Linked DNA regions of Mus musculus: region 1 is linked to region 2. A link is a contact called in public promoter capture Hi-C data. All regions are on one chromosome and are shown on one strand. The core of a region is the stretch at or near the end of the contact, and the rest is flanking DNA. Distances in the headings are between cores, read along the strand shown. Region 1 holds the start of Atp5c1 (ATP synthase, H+ transporting, mitochondrial F1 complex, gamma polypeptide 1). Region 2 holds the start of Nmt2 (N-myristoyltransferase 2).

Evidence for each region. Promoter capture Hi-C pulls out the DNA fragments that hold promoters and counts their contacts.
Region 1: a contact with region 2 is called in a promoter capture Hi-C map of pre-B cells. The contact joins the promoter of Atp5c1 here to the promoter of Nmt2 in region 2. A contact is called at or near these places in 1 of 39 promoter capture datasets (pre-B cells) and 1 of 484 Hi-C or Micro-C datasets (rod photoreceptor).

The regions. Positions count from the first base shown.
Region 1 is chr2:10,077,560-10,083,119 of GRCm38.p6, reverse strand. It overlaps Atp5c1 (ATP synthase, H+ transporting, mitochondrial F1 complex, gamma polypeptide 1), which reads left to right and starts at 2,610. Exons shown (of 10, transcript NM_020615.4): 1 at 2,610-2,772. The coding sequence starts at 2,717. Kin (Kin17 DNA and RNA binding protein) reads right to left here and starts at 2,508. Exons shown (of 5, transcript NM_025280.2): 1 at 2,376-2,508. The coding sequence starts at 2,489.
Region 2 is chr2:3,280,966-3,286,671 of GRCm38.p6, reverse strand. It overlaps Nmt2 (N-myristoyltransferase 2), which reads right to left and starts at 2,460. Exons shown (of 14, transcript NM_008708.2): 1 at 2,266-2,460. The coding sequence starts at 2,375.

The sequences.
Region 1 (5,560 bases), core at 1,361-3,860, 6.8 Mb before region 2:
AAACCAAAAAAATGTTAAAGGTTACAAAGCAATATTGAAAAAGGACTCTGTCCTGGGAGTTAGAAGGAAACTAGCAAGAGGGGGAAAATAGTTGAAAAACACTTTTTAAACCAGGAAGTAATGAGGTGGACATGGGGGCATAAGCCTTAAACTGCAGCGTCAGGTCTGAAACTTGAGACTTCCTGTCTCTGTCTGTGAAGTGCAGTGATTTCAGGTGTGTGCCACCACATCTGTCACCCATTCCACCATCCTCAAATGTTCTTCTGAACATAAGTTCTCATGAGAAGAGGACACATGAGCAGGTCTGTTTATTGTGTTTTCTTGGTAGGGATGCTGATTCTGGCTGGCTGGCCTCAGGTACATTCCCTGCCTTCCCTACTCAAGGGAAGGAGGGCGTGGCTCTTACATGTTCCCTTTTCTGTCCCCATCTTGAAATACTGGGAAAACTGACAGGAAGGAAGGCCAGAGCCATGATATCCCCTCCACCCCTTCCAATCCATTAGGTTTCTAGAATTGAATAATATTTTGGTTTCATTTTGATCCATATTTTAATTTATGAAAAGCAATACTGGTCTTTGATACCAAATTTCTTTTAAAGTAAAACTTGATCATTTCTTTCAGGCAGTGCACAAATTAGGCAAAAATTGTAGATGGTCCATGGATAACTAAAAGGTTAAGAACTGAGCTGAGGCTGGTGAGATGGCTCAGCGGTTAAGAGCATCGACTGCTCTTGCTAAGGTCCTGAGTTCAAGTCCCAGCAACCACATGGTGGCTCACAACCATCTGTAATGAGATCTGACGCCCTCTTCTGGAGTGTCTGAAGACAGCTACAGTGTACTTACATATAATAAATAAACAAATATTTAAAAAAAAAAAAAGAACTGAGCTGAGTGGTGATGGAGCACACCATTAATCCCAGCATTTGGAAGGTCGAGGCCAGCCTGGTCTACAGAGAGAGTTCCATGACAGCCAGGGCTACACTGAGAAACCCTATCGCAAAAAACAAAAGAAACAATAAATAAGAAAGAAATGAGTGTAAGTAAGTCAGAGTTTTGAAGCTGGACAATGGCGTTGCACACCTTTAGTCCCAGCACTAAAAAGGCAGAGACAGATATCTATGAGTTCAAAACCAGCCTGGGCCTGGTTCACTGAGCAAGTTCCAGGACAGCCAGGGCCACACAGAGAAACCCTGTCTTAGAAAAACAATAACATGCACAGAGTTTTGCAATCCAGTCAGTGGCAGTGGGACTGGGTTCAGTCTGTGATGACTTACTAAGAAGGTGGCATAAGGTCAGTAAGATGGCTCAGTGGCTAAAGGCGCTTGGTGCCAGATGTGACAACATGACTTCAATCCCAGGACCCTCAAGCTGGAAGGAAATAACCATTTACATGTGGCCCTTTGATCTCCGTATGGATGTATCTGTTTGGTGCAGCATGCACACATGCATAAACACATACACCAAAATAAGATAACAGAAATATGACGCAGTGCATGAGGGCTCAGTGGTAGAGCATTTGCCAGGCATACATAAGACATTAAACAAAACTTGTAGCACTGCTTAATAAACAACCTCTCTGGTCCCCATCGCCACCACAAGACTACCAAGAAAGTATTAATATAAAGTAGGGTGGTGTATATCTCTGATATCAACCAGCACTTGGGAAGCAGAGGCAGGTCTATCTCGTTTTTTGGCCAGCCTGGTGAGGTCCAGACCAGCCAAAGTTACATACTGAGATACTGTCTCTAAAACAAAAATATGTATCAGATAATGTACAAGAATTTTTATTAGTTCTGTTATATTGGTGGCATTTTGGCATTAATTGAAAAGATAATACGATTACTTGTTATGTTGATTACACAATTAAGTCTTCAAGGGTGAAGGTATACTGATATTCATATATTTATATAATTTACTATATGATGTAAGCAAATATGGAAAAACACTTAGCGGTCACTCCTAGGTGCGATGGACTGCACGCCTGTACCTTTGGGAACCCACATACTGAAACTATAGGATAGCAGTAGCAAGTCGGGAATGAAGCATTTATGTCATGGAGAGTTCTTCTCTCCATGAAAAAACTCGGCGACAATCTTGCCGGTGGGTACAACTATTACCTCTACTTTACCAGTAGTGGCCAAGCCCATGTCACTATTAAGCGGAGCAACTTGAGTTCCTCGTCTTGACCGACCGACCCCACCAGGGAAGTCTAAATGTAAAACCTCAGTGCTCAGCCTAGCGATTGTAAGCGATCAGTGAGTGCTTGTCTGCGACCACTTCTCGTGGAGCTGGAGGGCTTCGCGCCGAGCTGGGGAAGACTGCGCCGGAGAGGGCTCCAAGCCGAGGGAGGGGTCGCGGCCAGCCTGAGTCACTTACCTCGTCGCGGCATTGCTTTTGGCACATCTGGCAGTACCAGCGAAGCTTCTGGAGCCCTTTGGACTTAATTCTATTGGCGATGGCCTTGGGGCTCAGAAAATCCGACTTGCCCATGGCGACCCTGAGCGCTACAACTACAAAGCGGTCGGAAGCGGAACTGGCTCAGCGCGGGGACAGGCGGGACCGAAATTGACAGCAGGAAATGGGTGGGGCCAGGGAACTCGCGGCTTCGGCGCTCACGAGATTTAGCGAGACCGAGGACGCAGGCGGAGCGGGCCGGGGCGCCTGAGCTCCCGCGCACGCGCACTGAGTCCCGTCTGCCCGACCTTCAAGGCTCCACCATGTTCTCGCGGGCGAGCGTTGTCGGGCTGTCGGCCTGCGCCGTGCAGCCGCAATGGTAGGACCACATCGGGAGGGATGCGGGGGCTCGGGCTTGCTGCGAGGCAGGAGGGATGGAGCTGCATGCTCACTCCTGGCGGAAGAAGGCCCCAGCTCAGGCCGCGGGGATGTCTGCAGAGCTGGAAGGTTGCGTGCCGGACCCCTGGTAGGGGTCAAAGAGAACAAGGTCACGGTCTGATCCCCTGAGACTGGAACGGCCATCCGGGACCTCGGGACCCGGACGGGATTCGGGTTGAGCTTTGGAGCCATCTGGGTTTCGATCAACTCCGTACTTCCGCTCCGTACCCGGGAGCACAGCTTGCAAAGTCTTTAGAAAGGCCCTGAAGGTGAAGGGGCGACCGGGGAACGTTTGGTTGTAACTTTTGGCTTTGAAGCCCTGTGAAACACTGCACGGGGGAGCAGCGTGACCCTTTAAGGTGTGATGGCTTGCTTGAGCTCTTTGGTAAGGCATTCACTGTGTAGCCATCCGACTCTTTGCTGGGTACTGGAGAAACGAAGGAACTCAAAATCAGCCCCCGCCTGAACCTGCTGGTCGCCTTGGTGCTAAAGGGGTTTAAAAAAATCTGCCGATGAGGAAGAGAAAGACATTGCCATTGTCATCATGCCCTCGTGTTGAAGTACAATCTCTGCAAGGTCATAAAACTGTCCCAAGGTCCCTCGGTAGGAGGAGGAGGCCTTAATACAGTTACATTTGTTAGCCTCCATTTGATAAAGGGATACCATAAGGTTGGGCGACTTTAAATACTAATCCTCTGTGCAAAATAAAATAGTTGTATATTAGAATGCCCAGGGAAGGTCAGGTAAAACGTGACTTATGGGTGACGTTGTATAATAACATGAACTACTTTGAAGCTAGACTGCTAGAAGAACTGGTGCTAAGGAGATTGTTAACTGTGGACAGTGTTTTAGTGGTTCCTTGTTTTTATGGTACAGAGGATTATTAAGGCGCTCCAGCACTGAACTAGGGTTTTGTAACCTAGGTTAGAGAACTGCCAAGAACTAGTTGAAATAGTTCTTTCATTAAGCAAAGAATTTGTAGCAATATGCTAAGACTCCAAAGTAGTGAGGCAATTAAATACGATAGATATGAACTATGTATTGGAAGAATGTTGGTGGTGCACACCTTTGATCTCAGCAACTCAGGATGCAGAGGCAGGTGGGTGTCTGAGTTCTGGGCCAGCCTAGTCTGCAAAAGGAGTTCCAGAGAATGTGTGTGTGTGTGTGTGTGTGTGTGTGTGTGTGTGTTCGTTCAGATGTTGTTAGATTAACCTTGGAAGTCAGCTTGAGTTACTTATATGGAGGTCAATAACAGTTGCATTCTCAGTTGTGTCTCCTTCAGCCAGTAGATATTTGTGGAGTGCCTGCCCTGCACCAGTTGGCACTTCTTAGGTGATAAGATGTGAAGGGTCTTTGTTGGCATCCAGTGGTCCTCAGCAAACATCAGCTGTCTCCCGTGTTTGTGTATACAATGTGTGAAAAGACTATTCTTTTGTCAAGTGTAGTGAGGCCACTGTCAGAATTTGATACGCTTCCAATGTTTTCTTGAGAGTTAGCTAGGTATTAGCTGGTTAGGTGTTCACTAGTTAGCTAGTTGGGTGTTTTCCTTAACTCTACACTATGTAGCATCACACACTCCCAGCATTCCTTCCAGACTGCTGATTCGTTCATAGGCATCAAGTCTAACTCCTTCCTCTACCGACTTGAAGTCTTCAAATAACACTGTATGATCAAAGAAGATGCTGATACTTTCTCACAGTCCACTTGCTTCTCCATCAGCATGGTGGGTAGGGCAGGTTTCTGTACCAGCCTCCAGAGGATGAGTCGGGACATGGTGCAGTAGCTTCTCAGAGTGGAGTTCATTAAAGTAAATTAGCCCTAAAGGCTCGAGAGGTTCACTCTTGCCATCCTGAGTCTGGCTCTAGCTCCCTGGACATGCAATTGAAGGAGAGAGCCAACCTCTAAAAGTTGGCCTTTGACTCAGTACTCCATATTTCTATTTCCCCCATAATATTTTTAACATTTGTGAGCAGTCAGGTACCTCATGGCCATTCAGTGATGGAGCTGTGGTGTAGACAGTTGTCTTGAGCTAGAGGAAGGAGAACCATAACTGCTCTTAAAGTATACACTGCACGGAGAGTTAGAGGGCGGGTGTGCAACTCAGAACCGTCTGCATAACGTTCCATGGGAGCCTGTGTCAGTCCAAGCGAAGCTTGTGCCTAAAACCAGGTTTTCTAGCTACATGTGGAGCATTAAGGAAAGGAAAAAATAGAAAAAGAAACAAAGCTCAAATGGTGTTGCCTTTGTTGTGCCATTTCTAGAAGGGATTAATAGAATGGTCTCTGTGTCCAATAGCTGGTATGCTGAAATAGTTTGTCACATATTCCATCTTTGATCTTTTCTATATTTTTACAACCAAACCTAGTATTTTCTATATACTCTATTTCTTCTTATTTTTCTTTCTCTATGCCTATGCAAATCAAAAGTTTGATTTTGGGTTTTTTTTTTTTGTTTGTTTGGTTAGCTTTTAATTTTTTCTGGTGCTAGAGACTCACCTCAGGGTTTGAACATGACAGGCAAAGGCTGTACCCCAGTGTTGCACACCCCAATTTATAAGCCAAGAGACGGGACTTTTAAAACAACTGTTTTTGGTTTTAAGCTATATTATATTATTCTTAGATTTTTAAATGCCTAACAGCAATACTGAGATACAAAGATCCATCATTCTCTAATCTGCATTTGAAAATTATAATTAAGAGGAAAAACTCATTTCCAGCGTAGTTTTAGAA
Region 2 (5,706 bases), core at 1,211-3,710:
AGCCACAGGGGAGCTATTGAACAAATTACAGCTCCATGTACTGACCATGGCCTATTGGCTCAGAAGTAATACTTTGCCTATTAGAGGTAAAACATTATCTGTTCATTCTCCAGAGGCTCTTTATTTGTTGTTTATTTAAACTAGTGGAGAATGAAGAGGCCAAGTAAGGAAGGAAAAGTTTTCTATATTTTAACACTGATAAACTTTAGCTACTTAAAGAAAACTTGGGTTTCTATGGAGCACTATCAATTCATGAGCCAAATAAAACAGAACGACTTCCTTAAATTGTACTGTCTAAATTGAAATCAAAAGAGGAAAGCAGTTCAACAGAGCAGAACAGTTACTTCGGTTTTGCTAATCTCTCTATACTTTAATATATAACAATTACTCCATTATATTAATTTTTTAAACTATAAGTTATCATGTTGCCTACTCTTGGTTAAAACAGCCCAATCTACTGGGCAGCTCTAAATTTTGATTAAGCATCCTAATATATAATTAATGTGCTGATGTGTAATAAATCTGGAAACCTCTTAACTGGGCCCAAAATGCCTGTGGATGCTCTTATGGGAACTTCAAACAGCCTACCTATAGCAAGGCATCAAACAATTCCAGATCAGTGGTTGCAGAGAAGAGTATGTCTTTGTACCAAGGGTATCCTGGACTTTGTAAGGAAGGAAGCTTGATTTAAACCCCCACCCTAGCATACCAATCACACAGAACAATATAACTTGAAGAGAGATAAGTCCAGGGTCTCCCCAGAAAGATAACCTACGGGTGCTGAAGTTCCTTGAGTTATCTATCCACTGGCGTGCATATGGACCCACTTCTGGCAAGACGGCTAGTGTTTCAAAAATACACTCATATTTAGCTATCACAGGCAAATTTCTATTACTCATAAACAGAACTCAGGCTAAGATTTCTGAAGAATTGCCTCTCTGGGCTTAAAAAAAATCTAGACTTGAATGATAACATTCAGTACTTGCAGCTGCCACTGAACTGTTCGCTGAAAACCTTAAAAAGCAACATGCCAAAGGGAGATATATGTAGTCAGCTTTTCTTTTTTGACATTTGTCATTTAATATCTGATAACGTATTCAAGATCAATACAGCCTCCTTTCTTAAAGCTTAAAGTAAACGTTGAAATAAAATACAAATACTTTAAAGACTCTCCATGAACTGAATAAATAAGCCATCTGTGACTCAGGCTTCCCTATCGTGTTTTTAGGCTGACCCACTTCTCCAGTCACCATGGTTCGCAGAATCTCACTTCTAAGGGGCAGCAGTAACAGTCTGTGCCAGCGCATAGTTTGAATCCAACAGGGTAAAAGGCTGAGGCAAACAGCACCTACAAAGGGACACCGGTCTTTATTTAAAATGATCCTCCAAACCCCGCCTCTAAAACAGAACTTCAATACCAGCCTTAACCAGAAGCAGTCTTTTCTCGAAGAAAAAAAAATCAAGTCTGTAGGGGAGAAAAGAGGGCAGCATAGATTGAGAAACCGATCAAATGTTAAAGTACTTGGTGCATTTGGCTTTGGAGATCAGACACCAGTTTTGCAGGAGGGGCAAGGTCGGGGCCGCGGGAACTCCGTTCACCCGTCAGCTCTGCTCTAGAAAGCTCTGAGGGCACGCTCAGAGGCCGCAAAGCTGAACGCCCTCAGGCGTCGGCTGAGACCTGTCTCCCTCCCCCTCTCCCGGTCTCGGCGCCCCTTTCCCGGCCTGGGAGGCAGAACTTTGCGCAGTTCGTCGCCAGCAGCCGAGACCGCCAGAGGCGCATCCCTATCCCACCCCCACCGCCGGCTCTGCGGGTTTCCTCTCTACAGGGGGTTAGTGGCGGCTGGGGGGGGGGGGCGCGAAAGAACTAGAAGGATGCCAAGGCACAAGTGGAACGACTTGCATCTCCCTCGCCTCGCCGGTCCAAGACGCCGCCACCGCAAAGGGAAGGGCCTTGCGTCCTTGCTAAGTTCCCACCCGAACCACTCGCCGTGGTAGGGTGAGGCCAAGCCAGCGGGGGCGCGCGGCAGGTGACTGTCGCGTCGCGGGTTCCCGGGCCCGAGTCGCAGTCTCCCCGCCCACCTCAGCCCTCGCCCACCACTGCGTGCTCCCCGAGAGCTGGGAGACCTGCACCTCACAATGGTCTCGGGATGAGGACACCGCCAAACGGAGCCTCCGGTCTAGGGGCTCCCGCACGCCACGAGCGGGCGCGGGAGCCCTGAGGTGCGCGCGGTCCCCGCCCTGTCGCGCCCGCGCGCCACCTCCTACCCTTTGGCGTGTTCGGTCTCCTCCTCATTGTCTCCGTCTATTCCGCACGTGTCCTGGTCGTCCAGCTCTAGGCTCTGCTGGCTGGCCGCAGACTCGCTGTCCTCCGCCATCGCGGCGGCTCCGAACGGCTGGGGAGGCGGCGCTCCGAGCAGCAAGCAAGGCGCGACAGGGCGGGCGCGGCCGCAGCTCCCTCTAGTGCCGCCCACCCTCGGGCACCGAGTCTCGAGTCTGCGGCCCCGCCCACCCCCCGGTCACGCCCATCACAGCCGGCCCGGCCCCGCCCACTCCCTTGAGGCTCCCGCCTGTCTATGCAGTCCCGCCCGCCTCAGTCAGGGCGGGCCCCGCCCACATTGCGTGCCTACACCCGCCCACTTCATCAGTTCTCCCACTTAGGCAGTCGAGGCCCCGCCTACCTCGCCTTCCCACTTCCGCCTATTTTAGCGGGTGAAGACCGGCTCCTCTCGTGGTCCCGTTTCCGCCTGGGCTAGCGAGGCTCCGCCCACCTCGCCTTCCGCTTCGGCTCCACTCCGCCAGCACTGCCCCGCCCACCTCGCTCGCCCGCTCGGGCCTCCTCAGCGGGCACGGCCCCGCCCACCTCAGCCAGCAGAAGGGCGAAAGCACGAGGCCGGCCCTTCCTCAGTCTAAAGCTGTGAGGTGGGGCGGTGGGGGAATGGTGGAGCCGGAGCGGGAGCCGGAGGCCGAGGCTTTTGGGCTTGGGGCGTGGCCTGAATGAGGATGCGTTTGTGGCTCCAAGGCTAGACCTGGTCACTGCAGGCTGGATTGCAGGGCTGCGCGGCAGCCTTTGCGACCACTGCCTACAGATTCTATATGTCTGTGTGCCTCAGCGCTCTCGACTTCTGCAGGGATTTTTTTTTTCACTCAGGCCTGCGATTCCCTAAAGCTCTCCCTGCCTCCTCTTCCACATGTTCTTCAAAATTTTCCATTTCACATTTTAGTATCTAATGCTTATCGAGCCAAAGCTCCGCCCTCCCCACCTCCCCGCTGCAAGCAGCCTCAGAGTCCTCAACAGAAAATGACTGGAGTTGGTTTTTGTTTGGTTGACTGGGGTTTTTGTTTGTTTGGTTGGTTTTTTTCTTTTGCTTGCATGTTTTTGTCTAGATGGGTTCGGCTGAGAACAGAATGAACATTTTGTGAAACATGAAGACACCCAGATTAGGGGGATTGGGTCGTTTTAGGCAAGTCTGTCGGCTCTCTCCTAAGTGAAGGTCATGACCTAGACCACCAAGGAAACCTGTATGGGCAGTGTTGAAATCGTCCTCCATCAGGAAACAGGAGAGGAAGAAAGCCAAGCATGGTGGCCCATGCCTGTTATCCCAGCAGTCCTGGATGTAAAAAGTCCCGGAGGTCAAAATGAGGAGTTCTTTGAGGCCAGCATCCACTGCATACAGAGTTCAAGGACATCTTGAGCAACAACAGACTCCTCTCAGGGAAAATAAAGGACTGGGGGATAGAGGAAAGAGAATCTCCTGGGTGTACCAGATAAGGCAAAGGTGAAATCCATATTGCTGTTAAATACTTCCCACAGCAGGCACTCGGTTGCATTCCAGAGACAGGGATTTTTCAAAGATCCTGCCAGACCACCAGAAGACTGTGAGGCGGTTTTACAAAGGCAGTTGCTGAGAAAGTTACCCAAACTCTGTAACGAGGGGAAAACTCCCTAAAAGCCACCTGAAAATTTTAGTGTAAAGCAAATCTCCCCCCAAACACGCACACAAGTGCACACACACACACACACACATGACTATGTGGTTAACATGCAATGAGCTCGAATGACCTAGAGACAAAACTTGCAGAGCAATTTCAAAGCCCAACATTTGTCTGACCTTCTTGGAGGAAGTGTAAGTGGGACCCAAAGATGGAGAAAATGCACTTCTGTGCTTAACAATTGCAACTATTTCTCAGACAAGGTCAAATGTGGCCTCTAGGTTCAGACTTTAGGATAAAGGCAGGCAGAGATGACTAAGGTTCCTGACCCTCATCTTCATAAACTGAATATAGCTGAATAATTAACCTGTCAACAGAGACCTAACCAGGAGGTATGAAGTCAGTCATTTTAACCTGTCAGAGGGCTTGGTGGCAAGACAATAGAGACTGGGGAAATCAATATCAAGATTAACATATAAAGGAAGCCAATAGGCAAAGAAAACATGGAAGCCTTCCCTCCCACCCCCTACCCTCAGTCCACATAGCACAGAATAGAAAAACACATTATAAGCACATTGTATTCAAATGTGTGAGAGACTGGTGCTTTCTGAATGTCCTGTGAAGGTTCCTGTGTCTTATGGCATAGTCTTTTGAGGCCCTTCCCTCAGCCCACTAACCCACTCTGTTTCTCAGGAGTGCCATTTCTTTCTTAGTAAAGTAACTATTTCTAACCGTGTGTTCCCCAGTGCAGTTTCTTATCCTGAGACACAAGAGTCAGGTGCTCTCTGAGCTCAGAGCAACCCATGTCTATAACATGTTCAAGCATTTTTCAAACTCCCAAGGCAAAGGAAATACAGCACACATTTATTTATTTTAACTTTCAACAAACATTACCTAAGAAACCAAAAAAAAAAAAAAAATCAAGAAAGCAAATAATTCTGGAGAAATTGAAGAGAGGACATTAGAATTCAGTAAACATCAGAAAATAATGACAAGCAGGGAACATTGTTCTGCAGAATGCAAAGGAACAGGGCCAGACATTTGCACAGTGTTAGATTGAAGCCTTATATAATCCAAATGCTTCTCTGCAGAATATTAATCTTTTACAGGAGAGAGAAGTTTGTGGCCAGCCCCGGAGGAGTCCTAAATTCTATCATCATGTGCAGAAACTCACCTCGCCTCCAAAGGGCTTTCTGTCTCTCTCTGGCTTCATCCAGGAGTCAGAGCCAAGTGGCAGTGTCGGGAAGATGAAATCCAAGTTGAGGGGAAAACACTTGTGCAGAGTGTTTGCCAGTGTGTTAAAAGTGTCCCGTGGGACTTTCTCCTTCTGCTTGGCTTATCTTTTTATGGAATACAAGTACAAGATTGTGTTGTTGATCTTGTTCACTTCTTTTTAAAGTATATATATATATATATATATATATATATATTTTTTTTTTTTGGTTTTTCGAGACAGGGTTTCTCTGTATAGCCCTGGCTGTCCTGGAACTCACTCTGTAGACCAGGCTGGCCTCGAACTCAGAAATTCACCTGCCTCTGCCTCCCGAGTGCTGGGATTAAAGGCATGCGCCACCACGCCCGGCTTAAAGTATATTTTTAAGCGTCATAAAATATGCAGTGTAGAACTTACTGTCAAACATTTTGTAAGCATATAGGTTGGTTTCATTTCACACCACCAATACGTAGAACATTTCCCCTTGCTGAACTACACCTCTATACCCATTAAGCAACTCCTTGGTTACATCTTCTGGTCAGACTGTGGGAAATACCGGTCTA